2 separate regions of the Rattus norvegicus genome follow, and region 2 is linked to region 1. A link is a contact called in public Hi-C data. All regions are on one chromosome and are shown on one strand. Each heading gives the region's core, a stretch centred on a gene start, on an enhancer-like site or on the middle of the called end of the contact. The rest is flanking DNA. Distances are from core to core; before and after follow the strand shown.

Region 1 (4,306 bases), core at 422-2,921:
CTGACTCCGCAAAGTTGTTCTCTGACCTCCACACACATGTGCAAGGGCACATGTGAGCCTGTTTGATCACACATGCACACACGCACACACACACACACACACACACATGCACACACACACACACACATTTTATGTACTCTAAAAAAAATTATGTGTCAGTAATTTAATGGCTGATGTGTAGTGTTAAGAGATGGAAATACTCAGGTGTGTTCGGGTCATGAGTGCTCCGCACTATGAATATGTTACACCATTATAAAAAGAGCTAACATTGTCTCGTTTCTCTCTCTGCTCTTTGCATTTAGACACAGGATACCTCCCTGGTCCATGGAATCCAAGATACCCATCATTCCTCACAGGCTGCTGGCACCTAGACTCCAGAAATGTTTGGAAATTTTTTTATTCTTTACAAAGTACCCACTCTCAGATATTTTGTTATAGCAATAGAAGACAGGCTAAAACAATGTAGGAATCACTTGACATTCCGTGATGTTTGTCTGGGCATGGTGGCACATGCCTTGGATATCAGTAGTTGGGAAGCAGAGGCAGATGGATCCTTGTAAATTCAAGGGCAGCTTGATCTACACAGTGAGTTCCAGGCCAGCCAGGAAAAAAAAATTGAGGCCTGCTGAAAATATTTTTTTTCTTCATAATGCATTAAAATGTCCAAGCAGGGGACCTGCAGTACAGGTAAGTGGATGAATTCTGAACTCTGGAAGGATGCCTCATCCAGGGCTTCAACCACCACCACAACCCACCCACCCAAAGCCTTTATAATGCCTTTCCACTGCAGGAATTATGGCGGTAGCAGGAGGGCTGAGGACTGAAATCTCCCTTTTGTAGAACATAGACTAAGTACATTTAGAAATGTTCCTTTAAACTTCCTGATCTAACAAACTGACATTCTATTGTGTTATGAAATTATAAGAGACTAAGGAACTGCTAAACTAGAGGCATTCCCCATATAACCTAGAATCCAGAAGCCCTTGTCACAGGACCTAGTGAGAGGTCAGCTCTCCCTCTCATCTTGGAGAGCTGTGAGTCTCATATGTAAACATAAATACACTCTGCACACATGTGCATTTGTAGCCAGGGCAAAGAGCATGTTTTGTGTGCTGAGTGTCCCGGACTCTCTTGCCCTACAGGCTCAGGGTGGACTTTGTGCCTGGGTTATGAATTCTAACTGCGAGAAATCAAAAAAAGAGCTCACAGTTACTGAGTGCTCTCTGAAAGCCGGAATCTTTACATAAGTTATCTTCAGCACGCACACCGACTCTTCAAGCTCCGGAGAGAGGATTGTGTAACTCACCCAAGGTCACACAGCCAGCAAGTGACACACTCGAACTTCTGATTTTTCTGACCCCAGAGTTCAGGGTCTGTTCACTAGACCAGGAGCTGGCAAACTAAAATCTCTGGGCTAAGTTCTGTCTGACACTTTTTTCTCTACTATCTGTGAGAAAACAAAACAAACAAACAACATTCTATATTTTAAAAATAGAAATATTTAGAAAAAAAAGAAATAATTTATAACTTGCCTGTCCTTTTTTTTTTTTGTGTCAAAGTATCTGTCAATAAAGCTTTATTGAAACGTGGTCCTCTTGTTTGTTTACATATTGTCTGTGGTTACCTTTGTACTTTCATAGCCCCAACGGAAACTGTTGCAAAGTATGGCAAATTCTAGTGTGTTTTACTACCTGGACCTTTACAGAAAAGGCTTGCTGTGTTCAGCCCTAGACAGAGCACACCTCAAAGAGACCCACAGTGAGAAGCAGGACCCTCTCGGCTTCGCTCCAAGGAACCAGCAAATCAGGCTCTGGCAATCCCTCACACATGGTAGGGGTGCGTAGAGAACTTGAGTCTCACGGTCAAGATCAGCCTGGTCTATATAGTTAGCTCCAGGACCGTAGAGCTACACAAAGACCCTACCTCGAAAATCAATCAATCAATTAGTTAATTTAATTTAAAAAAGTTAAAATGCATTTGAGACCATTAAACATTTTGATGAGAGAGAAATAGCTGAAGAGAGCAACTGAGTAGCGAGCACTGAGGTGCTCTGCTGGGAAGAGAATTTACTGATTTGCTCTCTGATGGGCACAGACTCACAGGCAGGGTGGCTTCCACCTTAGAAATTTACTGTGTCCTAGTTTTTAAAGCCGGGGTGTTGGCGGGCTTGCTTCCCAGAAAACTCTAGACAGATAAATTGAATGAAGTTTTCTTGAGCAAAGAACCCTTCACAACTCAAGCAACAATCATGGCAGAGGATGCTGACAGAAATCTACTCAGCAAGCCGGGAACCTTTATGGCCCACAGGAGCAAGCTAGAGAAATCGCCCGATTGGCTGGCGACGCCAGGCGTTTGCTTTATTGGGGCGTGGTATGGGGCTGGATGCTTATGGTTGGTTGAAGTATAGCCATTTGTGTTTCCCCGAAGCTCAACTGTTTGTTGATGAAATTTACACTAAGTTGTGTTGTAGCTTCTTCCCTGGAGTGCCGTGATAGCCTCGGAACACTGGCCTGCTGCTGCGTGCTGTCCATGTCTTTCATCCCAGAGGAGGTAGGCAGGAGGCAGAGGCAGACAGATCTCTGAGTTCGAGGCCAGCCTGATTTACAGAGTGAGGTCCAGGACAGCCAGGGCTACACAGAGAAACACTGACTTGAGAAAACAAAACAACAATAGAAAAAAAAAGAAAAGAAAGGAAGAAAGACCAACAACTAACTCATCGAGGGCCTCCTTAGAAAACAGCTTAGTCACAGAAGACAACGGAGCGGTTGGGTGATAGCCTCCCTCTTGCTGACAATCATTTGAAAATCTAAACTAGTTATGGCAACTATGTTCCTAGAGAGCCCACTGAGGCCCAGGAAAGGCAGTGACCAAATCACCCACTGGCTGTATGGGAACCAGGACAGGAACCCAGAGAGATTAGTCTTTGCCTGGGACTTTCTCCACAGTACCTGTATCGCCCTGAGACGCCAAACTCAGCCTTTCAACACTAACTACAGGCTTCGAATCTAACCTTCCCTCAAAACCCCTGACCCACCTAAAGATCAGCAAGTCACCCCGTAATCTTTTCAGGAGGTCTGATGGCTGGGTAGCCTGTAATTTCCTCGACTCCCATCGCCCATTCCCACAAAGCACAGATGGGCTCTGGGCGGGACAATTGCTGGTATTTAGGAGGCTCTGGATTTGCTCGTTCGTCTGGGCCCACGGTTTTCCACAGCCACAGTTCACAGAGGGCTTTCTGGAGAGCCCTTGTTGAAGGACGTCAACTTGAGGGTTTTAAACAGCAGAGTTTTATTCCCCAACCCCTTTCCAAGCCCAGCCAGGATGTCCACAGGGGTCCTATGCATCTGAAAATGGAAAAGTCACTAAAAACCTTAACCAATCACATTTCCTTCAGCTTTCTGCCACGTACCACTTATGGCAAATAACAGAAGAAGCCCTTTTGCTTGCTACCTGTGAGGACCGCCTGAAAATGGTTTGCACAGATGACTGGTCAGCCTGAGCCACAGGGAGGCAAATGTAGGATGTTAATGTTGCCTTTTTTATATGGAGCGTTACAGGAGTATTAATAAATGCCTATTTTTCAGGGTCAAACACCACAATATGTACCTATCCCTAAAAGTGTTTGCAAAATAGGCAATAACTGCTTTAAATAGACAGTCCCTGAATGGCTAATAAATAAATAAAAATAAGAAATAAGAAAAGTTAACCACAGAAAAGAAGAGTTTTATGTCTGTAGGCTGGTGGGGGCAGGGAGAGGCCATAAAGGTACTCATGACTCAGTCTTATCCTCCATGGTGATGGTACCCTTACCACAGCAGGGAGGCAGGACCACTCAGTACTGGCAAGAACCAAGTCTGCAGGACAGACCCTGCCTAGAAAGGGAAGATGGGGAAATTCCAAATGCTAGATAGGCAAAGAACGTCCACGTCCCTTAAATTCCAGTTTGCTGGTCTTGAATCGGCAGCAAAGCGCCCAAGGTCAGATAAGGTAAAGGAAGAGAGAACCAGCAGATGCCTGCAGGCTAAGGATGTCACTGTTTGGGGAGCTGGCACAGACAACACTGGCCTTACAGCTGAGAGGCTAGTGTTTCCACCTCGGCTCTGCCACTGTGTGACCTGAGGTAATTCTTGGCCCCTAAGGATGTTGCTGTGCTCTTCTGCAAGCAGAATTGGCCAAATCCACTTCTGCGGGATCACGGGAGATGCAAACACACCATGGCACATTGAACAGAACAGCATGTGAAATGCTTCAAGGACAATTGGGGGACGGGGGGCTAAACTACCTGTGGGGATTTGTGCCTGTAATT
Region 2 (4,263 bases), core at 1,562-4,061, 200 kb before region 1:
GCTTGCAGGCAGATGTGGTACCAGAGAGGTAGCTGAGAGTTTTACATCCAAAGGCAGCAAGAAGAGAGAGTGAGACATGAGCTTCTGAAACCTCAAAGCCCACCCCCAGTGACACGCTTCCTCCAACAAGGCCACAGCTACTAATGCTCCTCTCCATGAGCCTATGGAGGCCATTTTCATTCAGACCACCACACATAGATGAACTTAGAGGATGCATGTGGAGTGTTTGATGTTAAGCCTGGGTATAGACCACAAACGCATGCTCTGTTGCTCGAAGAGGCCTCACCTCCCTGCCACTCTTGAGCCAGCTCAGACCATCGCCACAGGACTGAAGCTTCTCTCTGATTCTCCTGAAGACCCCTGGACCAGTTTAGACCCGAGTTTTTCCTCCCTCAGCAACATTTAGCTATAAAACAAATAACATGTTGAAATATAAACAATTAAATAACCAGTTTACAAGAGAACATCACCATTCCTGCAAAGATAGTATGAGACTGTCTTCTGCTGGGAATCAGTTTCCCATGGATGTTAGCACTTTATCCAGACAGAAGAGTTCAAAGTGAAGTTACTCCATGGTTTTCTGAGAGTTCAAACTTATGTTGGTTGAAGAAAAGGAAGAAGAGGAAGGACGGAGCTACCTGACTAGGTAAGAAACAGGAACCATTCTTACATCCAGCAGAAGCCAACTAGAACAATTGACACTTAAATTTCTGTTCCACAGGATTATTTTTGTTTGGTTGGTTTTTTACTATTTTCAAGCAAAATGTTTTACTTTGTATTTTTAATCTTTACATGATTTTTTTAAGCCACAAATCTGATTTCTTGATTGACTGGTTGATTGATGATTGATTAATTGATTGATTGGGTTTCATGAAGCTGAGGTTGGCCATGAGCTCCTGATCCACTGGATCACTGGATCACTTCCAATTGATGGGAATACAGGCGAAGTGCACTGTGTCCAGCTAAGATGTGGCTCTTTATCTGAATACCTTCACCAAATGACTAGCTGACATTAAACCAAACTTGTACTAAACTGAGGAAAATCCCAACAAGACTGAATCCCTCCTGACTCAGTGGCAGAGCTGGTTTTACCCCAACACCAGCAGGAAGCTGAGTTCACTGTCACTCTTCATTTGTTCAAACCATTTAGTCCCTTCTTCCCATAAGATCCCCTGGTTCACTACCTCCGCAGGTGGGGCTCTGTGAGGGACCTGCTGCTTGTTTACATCATGCCCAAACTACTGGGTACTCTGTGAGTTTTTCTTCCTCTCTAAAACATAGCCACAAAGAGCGAGCCTGGAGTGTGGACAGTTTACTTCAAAAGGCAGAGAAGAAGCAGTTGAAGTGCTAGCCACAGGAGCCTTTCAAACATCTATTGTATTCTTACCATTCTCTGGTGGGGGCCACCTATAGAATTAGTTTCACTTACATTGTGATCCTAAGCACTAAGTCTTGCCACTAACCCTTTACTGTGCCTTTCGGACCACCCACTGTGATCCTAGCACCCCCACCCCGGGGTTTCTGAGAGCCAATGATTTAAGACTACAAATGATTCACAAAGCCTTAGCTCTTTTCCCAGAAGAAACATTCTGTCCCTTTGGTTCTTGCTTTTGATCTGCTTGCTAATGTATAATAGCATCTAGCCCACCTGTGTATCCACCCTTCACGTGAGAAGGGAAATTCTAACCTTGCATGCCCTTGCTTTCTTAAGACAAGAAAAAGAAAGAAAACGTGTTCCCCTAAGGAAAAGCTGACAAGGTTATGGTTAAAAAAAACAAAAACAAAAACAAAAAACTTGACACTTGGATGTACAGGGACTCAATGGATAGAAATTGACTTTTGCCATGTCTCTTTCTCTGATACCATGATGCCCAGTGACCTGTCCAAATCTATTTCAGTGTCACCCCATTGGAAGTACACAATGAGAGTTTCTAACTCAACTCCATTTCAGCCTTCACGTGTTAGAGTAAGGTAGTGTGTTAGTGTTCCATCGCTATGACAAAATGTCTGATACAAACAACTTAAAAGGAAGAAAGGTTAATTCTCGATCACAGTTTTGGGAATTACAATCCTTGCTTACCTGACCCTGCTGCCTGTAAAGAGGCAGCACATCGTGCTAGCAGCCCATCACGCTACGGTAGAAGTAGTTTCTACCCTGTGATGACCGGGAGGCAAGCACTTCCTGGACAGCTGCCTGATTAGGTCAAGGTAAAGGTCAGCTCCCTACTCATGGCAGCCACTGATCGCATTGCGTGTGGTGTTTGTACAAATGATTGTGTGCTTCCTCAAATGTCAATGTTAAGAACTATTCCAACAATGGCTGAAATCATGAGGGAGACTGTGGCGAAAGGGATGTTGTAGCTGGAGCAACAGAGTGGGCTCAGTTCCAACTATAATGACGGCAGCTGGAACCAAGAAGCAGGTGAAAGAAGAACAGCAGGAAAATTACTAGGTGAATGTAACAGGGCCGGGGGATTCCCGCCAGAGCAGTGATGCAGATGTGGCTGCAGTGGAGACCAACATCAAGACCTTTCAACAAGGTTCAGAGGAAGCTGGCTGTCGTGTGAGAAAGGAAAAGGGTGTTTGTTGGTAGCTGTAGTGAACAGGAAGATGGAGTTGATGTTATCACTGCTGGGCTAAAATCTCTCCTAACAGATACCAAGGTTGTCTCACAGAAAGCAGGATTGCCCAATGGCTGACAGCGTGGCCTTTGAGACTTCTAAGTAAACACTGCACATGAACCATCAGAGTCAGAGAGCAAGGGTGATGCTCTGGGGAACATTAACTCCCTAGACAGACAGACAGACATAGTCCACAGTAAAGGTAAATAAAAGCGAGGGAACAGAGACAGGCACACAAAGCACAGAGAGTTGGGTAGGCATCTCTGCTCCACTCCCTCAACCTGCTGCAAATATTTTACCAACCAGCAAAAATGTGGAGGACCACTCCCTCCTGCTCCTCCCTCCTCACACTAACTGAAGAGAGACAGAAAGTTAGGAAGATCTTGGCCTGCACAGTATCCATCCCTGGACATTCCCTCCCAGTCACATAACTTTATGGTGCTTAAAAGATGTCGCAAGAGAATACTGTGGTTCTCCAAGAGGGTGCCAAGCAAAATGAGTCTCTCTCATCAAGTTGCAGATGGAATCTTCTCTTGTGTGGCCTCCAGAGCAGAGGGGACTCCAGCCCAACTCAGGAGCACTGAGAGCCTTGCTCCTCTGTGAAGAGGTGGGCGTGACAGAGACCTGGACCTGGAGTCCAAAGCAAATAGAAGGGGGCAGTGGAACACGGACCTATAACCCGTCATGGCAGCGGCTGTCCTGTCTACCTGAGGCCCTCTACTGTGTCCTCTCATAGACATCCAACAATCCAAAAGGGTTAACATGCTGTCATGGAGTGTAAAATGTCCCTCCACAGACTTGGGGGATGAGAACAAGTGACAGGATCCTGAGGGCTCTGAGCTAATCAGTGGACTAACCCCTTGATGGATTCATAATTTGGAAGCATGCCTTGGAGATGCTAAAAAGTAGGGGCTGCCACCAGCCAGAGTATCAGGTCGCTGTGGGTGACTCCTCCTCAGCGTTGTATCTTGCTATGGTCCTTCCTGTATCCATTTCTCAGCTTCTGCCATGGAGATGCTTCTTCATCCCACACTTCCACCATCAGGACGTTCTGCCAAGAGAATGGGGCCAAGCAGCCACAGACCGACGCCTTCGAAACTGTGAGCCAAAGCGAATCTTCCCTTAAGTTCTTTATGTGGGGCACTTTGTCATCACCACAAGAACAACGTCTAACAGCTCCTCCTGGACCCCACAGCCCTTTCAGCCAGCATTAACTGATTGACTGATGTTCCCATCACCCTCTTACAGGCCTATTTCACACTGTAATATTGCTGTTAGCATTGTAGGTCCCTCGTTAGACAGAAATAATATCAGAATCCTATGTTCCCTACACATAATGCAAATGAACTCTCCCTCTCTTCCCACTTCTCACAGGAGCTTGCACACACACTCACGCACGCACACACACACATTCATACACACACCACATGCACACACACATACATACACACACATATACACACATGCACACACACATGCATGCACGCACACACACACACGCACACACACACACCACTACACTATTAGAGACTCATTGCTGTCCTTCCCAAGAAAGGATATTCACTTCCCACTGACTCTCAACAGATCCAATTCTGAAATACGAACACTGTGAATGTTGGATCAGTCCAGATTCTATTATGGC

The links. A called contact is a pair of places that touch in the nucleus more often than the background predicts.
Region 2: a contact with region 1 is called in a Hi-C map of liver, with 4 times the contacts expected there. The contact joins two enhancer-like sites. A contact is called at or near these places in 3 of 12 Hi-C or Micro-C datasets (kidney and liver).

The regions. Positions count from the first base shown.
Region 1 is chr17:27,301,781-27,306,086 of GRCr8, reverse strand. No RefSeq gene overlaps it. Among named protein-coding and RNA genes, the nearest start is that of Rreb1, 96 kb to the right of the region's middle. Within about 2 kb of position 1,671, at least 4 of the 93 cell types and tissues checked have an H3K27ac peak or open chromatin away from gene starts, as enhancers often do. A contact at or near this core is called in liver, where this site is marked.
Region 2 is chr17:27,502,364-27,506,626 of GRCr8, reverse strand. The region is part of intron 1 of Tpi1l2 (triosephosphate isomerase 1 like 2); the gene reads left to right. Among named protein-coding and RNA genes, the nearest start is that of Ly86, 190 kb to the left of the region's middle. Within about 2 kb of position 2,811, at least 5 of the 93 cell types and tissues checked have an H3K27ac peak or open chromatin away from gene starts, as enhancers often do. A contact at or near this core is called in liver, where this site is marked.